Regions from separate parts of the Zea mays genome. Here regions 1 and 3 are each linked to region 2. A link is a contact called in public Hi-C data. All regions are on one chromosome and are shown on one strand. Each heading gives the region's core, a stretch centred on a gene start, on an enhancer-like site or on the middle of the called end of the contact. The rest is flanking DNA. Distances are from core to core; before and after follow the strand shown.

The links. A called contact is a pair of places that touch in the nucleus more often than the background predicts.
Region 1: a contact with region 2 is called in a Hi-C map of endosperm, with 4 times the contacts expected there. The contact joins the promoter of LOC100502532 here to the promoter of LOC100382272 in region 2. A contact is called at or near these places in 2 of 25 Hi-C or Micro-C datasets (endosperm and leaf).
Region 3: a contact with region 2 is called in a Hi-C map of ear, with 4 times the contacts expected there. The contact joins the promoter of LOC732789 here to the promoter of LOC100382272 in region 2. A contact is called at or near these places in 6 of 25 Hi-C or Micro-C datasets (bundle sheath, ear, endosperm and 3 more).

Annotation. Positions count from the first base shown.
Region 1 is chr9:112,541,888-112,545,924 of Zm-B73-REFERENCE-NAM-5.0, reverse strand. LOC100502532 (chloride channel protein) reads right to left here and starts at 1,677. Exons shown (of 4, transcript NM_001398833.1): 1 at 942-1,677; 2 at 426-804; 3 at 1-316. The coding sequence starts at 1,201.
Region 2 is chr9:112,211,629-112,215,657 of Zm-B73-REFERENCE-NAM-5.0, reverse strand. It overlaps LOC100382272, which reads right to left and starts at 2,317. Exons shown (of 6, transcript NM_001175023.1): 1 at 2,151-2,317; 2 at 1,326-1,679; 3 at 532-730. The coding sequence starts at 2,207.
Region 3 is chr9:111,888,587-111,892,824 of Zm-B73-REFERENCE-NAM-5.0, reverse strand. It overlaps LOC732789 (homogentisate phytyltransferase VTE2-1), which reads left to right and starts at 1,387. Exons shown (of 12, transcript NM_001112407.2): 1 at 1,387-1,701; 2 at 2,732-3,021; 3 at 3,135-3,218; 4 at 3,301-3,375; 5 at 3,462-3,545. The coding sequence starts at 1,638.

The DNA.
Region 1 (4,037 bases), core at 428-2,927, 330 kb before region 2:
CCACGACGGTGGCCGTGCTGAAGAAGGTGCGCCAAAGCAGCGCGCTGCGCCACCACGTCGCCACCTCCTCCAGCGCGAACAGCACGCCGCCGACGGGCGCGCGGAACGCCGCGCACACCCCGGACGACGCGCCGCACGTGATCAGGTCCCGGCGGTCGCGGTCGTTGTTGAAGTAGCGCAGCCACCGCCAGCGCAGGCGCCACCGGCCCTCGCCGCCCTGGCTGAGCAGGTTGGCCAGGCACGCGCCGATGTGCACCAGCGGGCCCTCCTTGCCGAGATCCATCCCCGACGACACGGCGCCGATGCTGCCGATGATCTGCAGGCACACAGACAGCACGAGACAAGGAACGGAACCGTTTCTTTTCTTTTTCAGAAAAGCCCCAAGGCCCCAACCAAAAAAAAAAAAGAGAGAAAAGCGGCTTGACCTTGACGATGAGCTGCGGCGCGCCGAACATGTTGGGCGTGTCGACGCCGTTGAGATAAGCCTTGATCTCGGGGATGCCAGGGCCAGCGGCGGTGGGGGCGAAGACGACGCAGAGCACCGCGGCGACGAAGGTGAGCGCGAAGTTGACGCCGGCGAAGTAGAGGAAGCCCGCCCAGTAGCGCTTCCCGCGGACGAGGTTGACCATCTGGAGCATCTTGAGGCCGGAGATGTTCTCGATGGCGAGGTTGATGAGGGACGCGATGACGCCGGTGAGGAGGCCGACGAGGAACGCCATGGCCCACTTGAGGAAGATGTACTGAAGCACCTCGACGTTGGAGCGGCTCCGCCAGTCGTGCTTGAACAGGTCGTTCTCGATGATCCTGCGTGCCAAGAACAGAACAGACAGACAGAGCAATTCAATTTTGGGACGCAAGAGCAGAGCCAGCCGCACTTCATCATCAGCCACGATGACAAGCATGGAGGTATTAGTAGTAACAAGCTAAGATGGAATGCTCACTCGTAGTCGAGGCTCTCGATGTGGGAGACCTTGGCGCCGACGATGGCCAGGTGGCTGGCCGTCAGGGTGGTGCTCCGCTTGAGCAGCGGCTGCTCCAAGGAGCTGATGCCGTTGCCGCTGCCGCTGCCGCTGCCGCCGGCAGGGTCCTCCGGGTCGTTCGCACTGTCGTCGTTCTTGCTGTCCGAATCCGGCCATTCCGGCGCAGGACTGGGCTCGGTCGCCGGATCCCGGCCCAGCCTTGGGCTCTGCTCTTCCTCCATGGCTTTCCCCGGGACCGGGAGAGAGAACTATTGCCTCTAGCCTCTGAAGTCTGAAGCAAGCAATTGGATGGGACCGTGGAATTCGCCTTATCTATGTGATTATATGTCTCTATGTGGCTGGCTGGACCGACAACTTGCAAGGATGGGGGGGCTTGGATGAGTGGTGACCCATTGACAGAGGCAGCCTGATGAGTGATGAGAATGAGATCTCTCGTTTCAGACACCTCAACTTCATATAGGCCAAAAGAATTTGGCCTTCTCTCGCGTCTTTTGCTTGAAAATTTCTAAACTTGCCGAGTCCTAGCCCTCACATGAACATTTTGCTTTCAGAATGTGCTTTGTTTACGTGATGAAGAAAATTCAGCACAGTTGGCACCAATAATAGAGTTTTTTTTTGAAATTTAATACATGTGATCCCTGCCTTGAGGGGGTGAGGTGCCTCTTGGGAGGTCACCAAGGTTCACAGCTCGCACTTCAGGTGAAGAGTGCAATGGACACAGCAAGCTCATCCGGTGTCTCACTTTTGTGACCACGCACTTGCCCCCTTGGCAACCTCACCTTGCCTCTATGGATGGATTGATTATTGATAGAACGACCTCAAGGTGCAACCTCACCTTGCCTTTTGGACTATGGTCTATGGATGGACTGGCGGACTGTGGTTTTTTTTCCCTGAGAGAGAGCAAGGAAAGTACCAGTTGATCATGAACCTGGATGGGCTCAGTTCCTTGGCACTTGCCCACTTGCATTCCTAGTTCGATGAACCACGAACAAACAAAGGCAACTTCAATACTATGATTTAAGCCAACTCATAGGAGATCATATATAATAGTCCTTAAAAGGGGGAAATGAGATATGACTAGAGGTGATAATGAGCTCTAAATTTTACAATATAAGATTTAATGATTATATCAGATTAGGATTAGACCTTATTTTTATTCATTTTTAACTAAAATTTATTTAGGCACCTACCATTTTGTGAAGAAGCATTTGGATCGCGATATGCCGATACGTGTATGCGATGCTTACAGTCCAGTCCAGTGATCCAGTGGAGATAAGAACGGGGCGAGGCTGCACCGGACTATGATTCGTAGGTTGGGATATCATATATCCGTAGAAAGTTACTGATCCAATCTTCTAATGCACAAGTTGCATTCGGTTATGGTTTCTTGGGTGGCGAACATGGTGATGTAATGCACACATCTTTTCTTTTTTCCTTTTGAATAACATCCAGCAGGCTCGGAGTGACTCCACCCTCCGGTCGCTTAAGAAAACAAAACAAGATGTGATGCGTACGTGCGCTTTTGTTAAGGGTTTTGTTCTCAGCGTCTGTCCAGAAAATATAGGCCTCTGTCATGTCTAAATTGTTATGACAAATTTAGTATTTTATAAAATAGATATATATAAAATTTAATGCTTATCTTTTCCTATGTTACCAAGCTACAAATAAGAATAAAATTTTGTATAAATTGTTTCATGCATTATTTGCTCCCTGCTACAACAAAAAAAGTGAAAATACCTAAATCTGTATCTATATCCAAATTTTATATCTATCATTTGATAGGATATATGACAAATTTGTGGTTTATCTTTTATAAATCTTTACAAGCTCAATGCTAAATACAAGAATACAAATTTGCATATATGTAATAACAAAAACCGAAAAAATTAATCTCCAAAATAAATATTTGTTTTTCATCCCTCACTTCCCCTATTTTCTGTTAGGTGTCAAGGTGCACTTAACAGTGCATATTTCCATTGGTAGTAGATAGATTCTGATATCATTCATATTCTAATTGGACTCTATTTGTTTTGGAAATACCACAGAGCTAAATTTTCAACATAAGGGGACCATTCAAACCAGCAACAATCATACATGCACATAATAAAGGTATATGTAACAACCAAATAAACATTTATGTCAGAGTACAAAAGATAGCCGAAGAACCAAAAAGGGGAACAAAATTAATATTAGCCATATATATATATATATATATATATATATATATATATATATATATATATATATATATATAATCTTCACTCACTCAATCTAATCATTTTAAAAAATCATGACAATAACATAAAAGTAGTTAAATAGGGCAAAAATAATTAGCTCCACTTTTGATGCTTAAAGATATTCGGATCACATATTGCAAGGGCTAGCATGTCCGCGGACACATACCATCTTGAACACAATGAAGAATGTCAAAACTGATATCAGTCCGATGTTGATCCTATTCTTTGCTGGTAGACTCTCCAACACCTCTTGGAAAGTCCCGTTGGGAAGAAGCACGTGAACGTTGTCCTAGGATTGGCAAGCCACTTAGAGCACTGTCAAAACTCATTGAGAGATGCAATGAAAAACAAGATAGAGGTAAACAAAGGGATAAAAGAGATAGTATATGTATTTTGATCGATTGGATGCTGGGTACCTCAATCGAGCGTGGTTCACTCATGTGGTCTTATCCCAGTAAAAAATAACTCTAAAATGTGTTGGGTACGTTTCCAATTCTAAAAATCAACTTAAAATGAATTGGTTTGAAAACCACTAGGTCGGGGTTTCACAACTAGACTGGCCACTATAGTCGCCATGGCAGAGGAAGTTGGCCTGGTTGACTTTGGGAATCTAGCCTTACTACATTTGGAGGTTGGCCTAATTGACTTTGTCATCGTGGTACTCGACCTAGTCGGTTTTGGTGGCTAGCCTAGTTGTCTTCTGATAGTCGACTAGAGGGGGTTGAATAGTGAAACATAAAATTTAACACAAAACAAAACATGATCCCAATTAGAGGTTATTACACTACACAAATTAATCGTGATGAAGAGGGAAGTTCTC
Region 2 (4,029 bases), core at 1,068-3,567:
AATCGGCCGTACCACTTCGTATATACAGGGAGAGGTATGGATCCAAACTTAGCACGCGTGGGATAAAGAATCGCCTAAGTTAATCTAATCGTGGACCGTTCGACCTACACCGCGAACCGTCTAAGGCGTGGACCGTCTGGGTCACAGCCAAATCTGGTGCTCAACATAACGGAACCAATTCCTGAAGTACCCATGTGTACAAGGGCAAACAGTATTCTGATGCTACCCAGGCTTTAATGACTGATGGTCGACGGCGAAGGAGAAGACAAATTAGTTTACGTGCTAGTGGGCTCTACCTTAATTCTAAAGAAAAATTATCAAGTTGCCCATGCTAGTTGTGAAAGGGTGCGTAGTCCATTAGCATCTGTAGATGCTAGGTTTGACTCTTCGTTTATTTCAGAATTTAACGGTATTGCTCGATCTTTAAAGATGCTTATATACGTGCGCTCTTCGACGTTAGTGTGCATAATAACTCGAAGAAAAAAAAGGTTATCCACGCTAGCCATAAGTGGTGAAAGCTTTGGACGGTACCTTTCATGATTTGTTCGCCGCGGATGCATATCTCGCCTGGCTGGTTCCGTCCCAGCGACGCGCTGGTGTCTGGGTCGACGATCTTCAGCTCCGCGTTCCTGACGACGGTGCCACAGGAGCCGGACTTGACCTCGAACGGCTCCTTGGCGAAGGCCAGGCACATGGCCAGCACGGGCCCCGCCTCGGTCATCCCGTACCCCTGGTGGAAACGAACAGAGGTTATTCGTAAACATCACATTCCCGTTTCAACAGACAAAACCTATCGTCTCGGTCTTGTACAAGTACAACGATGTAGGTGCACCGGCATCCGTGGTGGGACTCGCCCACCCAGAGTCTGGGAGGAAAAGACCGGAACAAGTGGTTGAACGAAATGCTTTCTTAGCGAGACGGCAACCGGAATCATGGGCTTGCCGTGCGCACCGACCTTTCACCACACCACACTAGCGCCTCCATCAGGCGCGGGCGAACAAACAGAGCGCCGGCGTAAAGGCGTTCGTTGTGGTTGAGACGTCGCCTTGGCAGGCGGCACAAGCAAACCCGAGTGGTCATGCAGCCATAAAAAAAACACGACAAAAGCGCGGGCGTACGCTAATGCTACCCCCCACCAACTCTCTATCTCATCCCTTTCACTACCTCGCGCGCTCACTATGCTACTACAGTGTACAATTATAATAATACTACTCGTACTGCTACCACTGTGGACATGCACATGCACTTAATCACGAAACCGGCATTTCGTTGATTCGTGAAGCGTGGTTACGAGGTGTGGAGGATTGTGGGGGGCGCGAACAGACCTGGCCGAGCACGGCGTTGGGGATCTTGGCCATGAACGCGTCCTGGAGGTCCTTCCCCATGGGCGCGGCGCCGGACATGACCATGCGGATGGAGGCGAGGTCGGCGGCGCCCACGCGGGGGCTCTTGGCGATCTCCACCACGATGGGCGGCACGAAGGGCGCCACGGTCACGCCGTGCGCGCGCACCAGCTCCACCAGCGCGCCGATCTCGAACTTGCGCATGATCACGATGGCGCAGCCGGCGCGCAGCCCCGCCAGGAGCACCGAGTTCAGCGAGTAGATGTGGAACAGCGGCAGCACGCACAGCACCACGTCATCCTTGCTGAAGTACAGGTTCGGGTTCTCGCCGTCCACCTGAAAAAATCCATCCCGCAAGTCAAATCGAGTTGAACGCTAGCGCGCCATTAAAATCATAATACTAGTACGGAGTACTGTACATCGGCACGGATCTCGGGCCGGATCGTGAGATTGTCAAACAGCTGGCTCTGGGCCTCTGGCTGCCTGCCTGCCTGCCTAGAGTTACTGCTACTGACAGCCGCGGCCCACGGGAGGCTAGCCACGAGACAGGCTGTCGCATTAAACGGCTCATGACGGGGTGGTAAATGATCGTTCTATTTCGCGCCGACTGAAAAGCGCGTAGGAGAGGGGAAAAAATCCTCCCGAGCTGGAAAGCGTGGGCGCCGTCACGCCACTTCGAATCGAAGAGGCACAGGAAACTGAAATAAATAATAAAAAAATTTCCTCGCGCTAGAACTAACGGGACCGAAACGGAATGGGAGCAGGCCAGCGGCGGCAGGAGGGACGAGGATCTCCGCCCGCTCTCACCTGCTGCGCGACGCTGGTGACGAGGCTGCGATGCGTGAGCATGACGCCCTTGGGCATCCCGGTGGTGCCGGAGGAGTAGGGCAGCGCGACGACGTCGTCGGGGCCGACCTCCTCGTCGGCGGCGAGCGGCTCGGCGGCGTCCACCAGGGCCCGCAGCTCCAGGCACCCGTCGAAGGCGCCGTCGACGGCGACCACCGGCACGCCGCGCTCGGCGGCGAACCCGCGCACCTTGTCGACGGCGCAGGCCTCGGTGACGACCACCCTGGCCCCCGCCGCGGCCGCCTGGCGGTGGATCTCGTGCGGGGTGTAGAACGGGTTGGCCGTGGTGGTGGCGGCGCCCAGCCGCGCCGCGCCGAGGAAGACCAAGGCGAACTCGGGGCAGTTGCGGAGCAGCGCCATCACCACGTCGCCCCTGCCCACCCCGAGCCCGCGCAGCGCCGCCGCCGCGGAGCGCGACAGGCGGTCCACCTCGGCGTAGGTGTGCACGGCGCCCGTCTGCCCGTCGATGAGGCAGGGGCGGGAGGACACCTCGGGGAGCCGCTCGAAGCAGTAGGCCTGCAGCGAGAGGTTCCGCGGGATCTCGATGTCGGGTAGCTTGGAGCGGAACACTACCGACGCCGCTGCTGCCGCTGCCGCGGTGGAGTCCTCCGCGACGGAACCCATCGTCCTCGCTGCCGGTGAAGCGATCGGCTCCGCGTCGGCCGGAGGGCAAATGGTGGGCGGGATCTCGAGGCTCTGCTCGGCTCCGCTGCTCGCCTGAGCTGAGGAGTGGCGGAATTGGGGAGGAAGCCGGGTTATTATACCGCCGCGGCGTGGTGGAAGGGTTGGTGGGGGACAGATCACTGATGGGGCCGCAATGTCGGTGGGGGAGCCGGTAACGAGTTCGAGGGTGTCCACGGCGGGCATCCTTCCACGGACTCCGGGTCAGTCGAGAGAGTTGACTGTACTATTAGTAATCTGTAGCACGTCCTATTGACTTTGTTTTCACTTTTCACCGAACCAGCTTGCCAGGCCGGCTATTGCATTGGAGGCAGGGTGAGAGTGAGATCGGTGCGCGTTTCCTCTTCTGGGCTTGCTGTTAACCATGCTTTCGAACGTGATGTCGCCGGTTTTGTCAGCGTGTGCAACTGCGTCACAAGGCTACACCGCCCTGGTAACGTGAACGGAGGATGACACATGTGTCGTGTACTTACTGATCTATACAAAACTACACTTGTCCCCTTTAACGATTTTTAGTTCATGTTATATAAAAAATATTAATATTTAAGATACAAAATTAATAATATTAAGTTAGCTATAAATTATATTTATCACAATCCAATTGTAGTTGTAAACTAAACTTTTTTAGCAATGTTTCTCTAAGACTCACCGATCTCCCGTAGGACTTTAGTGTAAGCCCTTCCCGTCGTACGATTGAATCACCGAACTTTTCTACCATGACACTGAGTCATAACTCTGGGTTAACTCTTCTCCGACAATGGACAACTTTATCTCTTCAACGAAGGGCCTTCTATTCATCCTCTATAGGACAAGAACCCTAAATTTATTTCTCAACTCCCATAATCTTCTCCAATCAATCCAAGTCAATCAGAGTCAACCATGGTCAGCTCTATAGTTGTTCAATAGGACCCTCTGATATATCGCCCAAGAAGTACTCTCTTAACCCCCACAAGGTTCCTACCTACGCTGTAGATGGAATTAAGTGCCAGGATTGCTTGCTCGGTCAAGCATTGCCTATTCAATTCAAACAAGTGGTAAGTGTTCCAACATCAACCCTCTTCCATTCAAATTCAATATCCCAAATTCAATTTATGTCAATACTATCTAATGTCCTAATAGACTGTCCAAAAGAACACTTATTAGAATCACTATGGGTGAG
Region 3 (4,238 bases), core at 138-2,637, 320 kb after region 2:
GTGCCCTGGTTTACTGTATGCTACACTGTACTTACTGCTGAATGCGTAGCGTAGGTAGGTGGTCGATCGTTCTCGGTGAACAGAACGCTACACGGAGCTGAAGATGATGGCTGTGTGGTGCCCTTGTATGGTAGGGAAACCCTTCTCGACCACGACCTTTTCCGATGCCATGCCGACTTGTCCTAGTCGTCGTCCTGCCATTGCCAAGGTGAAGGTCCTGAGCCAGGCAGAAATCTGCAGAATTTCAGTAAGCGGGAGTGTCTAAAAGAACCATGCAACATCTTCGCTCGGTTTTAATTCGTACGGATTTTTATTGTTTTTATATTATATTTGTTTTTATTAATTATAGCTGCAGCAATCTAAATAACTAATTTTAATCTGAAGCCACGTCAGATGAAGTCGTAACTGGCGTTCAGTCCCATGTGAACAAAACCAGGCTCGCTCAGTGCAGGACGCACATGTGCGTGTTGTGCCAGTGGTCCTGAATCCTCTGTCCCTGCCAACACTTCCAGATTCCGATTAGCATGACACAACTACAACGCCTCCTCTGTCCCTGCCAACACTTCGTACTTCCTACTTCCTACTTCTTACAGATTCGCGGGAAAGATCGCCCACACAATACTTCGTACTTCCTCGGATTTTAGAAACTTTTAACCTTTATACGTATCTAACAAAAACAATATATCTAGAAAAGTTTTAACATATTACCTTTAGACTCCGTCCTCTAGAGTCAACGGTTAGATACTAAAATTAGTGGTATAGGTTTCAAACACCTTCAATTGTTAGGTACATCATAGCTAACAATTAATTAATTAGGTAGCTCAATCTATCTAATAACTTATTAATTGACTAACTATTAGTTCTAATGGTTTTAAACAGGACATACCTTGATTTACAACAAATGGAATACGGTATATCATGGTTATGCGATCACTCAGGCTATCTCCAACAGACGTTTCATATGGACGTGCTCACAAATAAGACTTTGATCAACGGTTTACACATATGGTTACATAAAGACACTACTTTGCACTGTTTACAAAATGAAGTTTAAATATATGAGTGTGAATGAGTAAACGGCTAAAGATAGTTTAAAGTTGTTTTATCTGTATGGTTAATTAAAATATTGTTTTGCATTTTATACTATAATGTTGACAAAGTATAGTCTGAATACGAGGATGAACTGCCCTGTGTTTTGAACTTGTGATCCGGTGAACGGTGTCATTTCCATGTGAACGGAACTGCCCAATCACTCGCAGGCACAGTCACATCGCGCGATCGCGATCCACGGTCCACGGACAGCGACGCCTTGCGGATGCACTCGCTGCGACCGGGGCCGGAAGACCCGTGCAACGACACGACACGAGTACACGACCCGTGCAACCACTTCACTCATCACTTCCACTTATGTGCACACATTGCCGTGCCGTGCGGTGCGTGAAAGGCACGGGGCCGCCGGCCGGACTCTTCTGACTTGGCAACCGCCGCGCAGCGCGACGAGCGCCACCTGCTTGCTGCCGCGTGCCTGCGTGCGTGTGCGTCCACCACTGACCCCGCGCCCGCCCGCCGCCCCTGCCCCTCCACTCCACTTGCTCACTCGTCGGCTCGTCGCGGCCCGCTTCCCCCCCGGCCAAGGGATGGACGCGCTTCGCCTACGGCCGTCCCTCCTCCCCGTGCGGCCCGGCGCGGCCCGCCCGCGAGGTCAGTGAACTCCTTCCCCTCGCCGCTCACCGCGACAGAACCTGGCCTGCAGGCTTTAGTTCTATTGAGCTGGATATTTTAGTTCGACGGATTAATCGTGTACTCTAGTAGCCACAAAGACCGCGATGCTTGTGATGCGCGAGTATTCCTTTGCTCTTTTCTAATCGAACACTAACCGGGCTCGTTCCGTCCTGTACTCCGGTTGGCTGTAGCGCCTGGAATCAGTGGGAAAACGATGCAGGAGCAGTTGTATTAATGTCGTCTTTTTTTGAGAGAGAGGAGTGGCTGATATTAATGTCAAAGCTGTCATGGACAGGAAAACTGTTTACCTGGAGTTTGTTAGATAGCTCAGTCTTTAAAATGATGGGTTCCTGCGGGGACATCAAACCCGGGCCATGGTGGTGTAGTCCAATTTCACGTTTTAGAGGTTGGGGATGAGAATTAAGATGTCAAAACCTTGCAGGGATTTTGGTTTCTGCTGATTCTAACTTTATCAGGATGGTTACATGTACAAGCGAGGGTTAAAATTAGTCATGAAATTCCCTTTTGCTATTTTTTTTCTTCAAATTAGCTTCAAGGAAATGTTTTACTTGTGACCTTGTTGACTAGTTCTGCTCAAAACTTTACTGACTGTAAAATAACAAAAAAAAATTGTTGAAATAATCAAAAGCAGTGTTGCCCCAACTGTACCTGCTTATGTGTAGGGAAGCACTTCAAGTTTCCTTTTATTCTTTAACTAATTCCAGACTCACATGAAGACTGTAGTAGGGGTAGCACTTCAAGTTTTCTTTTCTTCTTTGACCAATCCCAGACTCCCATGTAGACTGTAGTAGGGGAAACACTTCAAGTTTTCATTTCTTCTTTGACTAATTCCAGGCTCCCACATATATTGTAGTAGTAGAAGGCACAGCGGGCATGGTTTGTGGGACTGTAATTAGTAATGCAGATGTCGAGCTTATTGGTCACACATTATTTCATTCTGTTACTTTCTCTAGTGTTTGGCCTAGTATTGAAATGTTTGAATTTCCAGATCATTTTCTACCACCATGTTGTTCCATACAACGAAATGGTGAAGGACGAATTTGCTTTTCTAGCCAAAGGACCCAAGGTCCTACCTTGCATCACCATCAGAAATTCTTCGAATGGAAATCCTCCTATTGTAGGATATCACATCGGTCATTAAATACTTCTGTTAATGCTTCGGGGCAACAGCTGCAGTCTGAACCTGAAACACATGATTCTACAACCATCTGGAGGGCAATATCATCTTCTCTAGATGCATTTTACAGATTTTCCCGGCCACATACTGTCATAGGAACAGTTAAGTCACGTTGATGTACTGTTTCATTTACATGATCGTCCAGTAAGTATGTCCTTGTGTTGTTTCCTTTGTTTTCTCTTTATTGATCTAGAGATTTTGCTGGTGTAATCAGGCATTAAGCATAGTCTCAGTTTCCCTTCTAGCTGTCCAGAGCTTGTCTGATATATCACCTTTGTTCCTCACTGGTTTGCTGGAGGTAGTGATACTTTGAGCATCTCTATCCTTTCATTGTTATAAAGATGTATTGTTTCATTCTACTACTTTGTACTCTTATGTAGGCAGTGGTAGCTGCCCTTTTCATGAATATCTATATTGTTGGACTGAACCAGTTATTCGACATTGAGATAGACAAGGTATTTTGAATTCACTTTAATCTTCATTAAGTACCTTTTACTACCATACTAATAACTGCTAGGAGCTAATATTTGTACTGCTCTAGGTTAACAAGCCAACTCTTCCATTGGCATCTGGGGAATACACCCTTGCAACTGGGGTTGCAATAGTTTCGGTCTTTGCCGCTATGGTAATTATGCTCTCAATATAGAAGAAATTGGCATTATGCTTCATGTTTTATTTTGAATTTATTTCTAGATATGTTGATACTGAGATGCCTAAAAGTGTTGGAAGTGAAACCCTAACCCTAACCAGGGTTGAGACTGTATTAATATAGCCGAGTAGTTGGGCCAAGCCCATTACACTGGGGGTATACAGGTAATTACATGAGGATGGCCAAAAACCTTAGCGAGGTTCTAACATCCCCCGCAGTCTCAACTCTATCATGTACAAATGTTGAGACTGTATCGAAACTCGGCAAAAATACTCGACTGCAACCCCTTGGTGAAGATGTCAGTGAACTGCGACGTGGTCGGAACGCTGATAACGTGAACGTCACCGGCGGCGACACACTCGCGGATGAAGTGAAGGTCAATCTTCACGTGCTTCGTGCGCTGATGCTACACGGGATTGGTCAAGAGGTAGACCGCGTGGACGTTATCGTAGTGGACGAGAGCGGCGCGCTGGAGGGGGCTGTGGAGCTCCTGGAGAAGCCGGCGGAGCTAGGAGGCCTCGGCCACGCCGTTAGTCACAACACGGTACTCGGCCTCAGCGTTAGAGTGAGAAACGATGGGCTGCCGCTTGGCGACCCAGGAGACAAGGTTGGCACCCAGAAACACAGCGTAACAGGAAGTGGACCAGCATGTGTCGGGGCAGCTAGTCC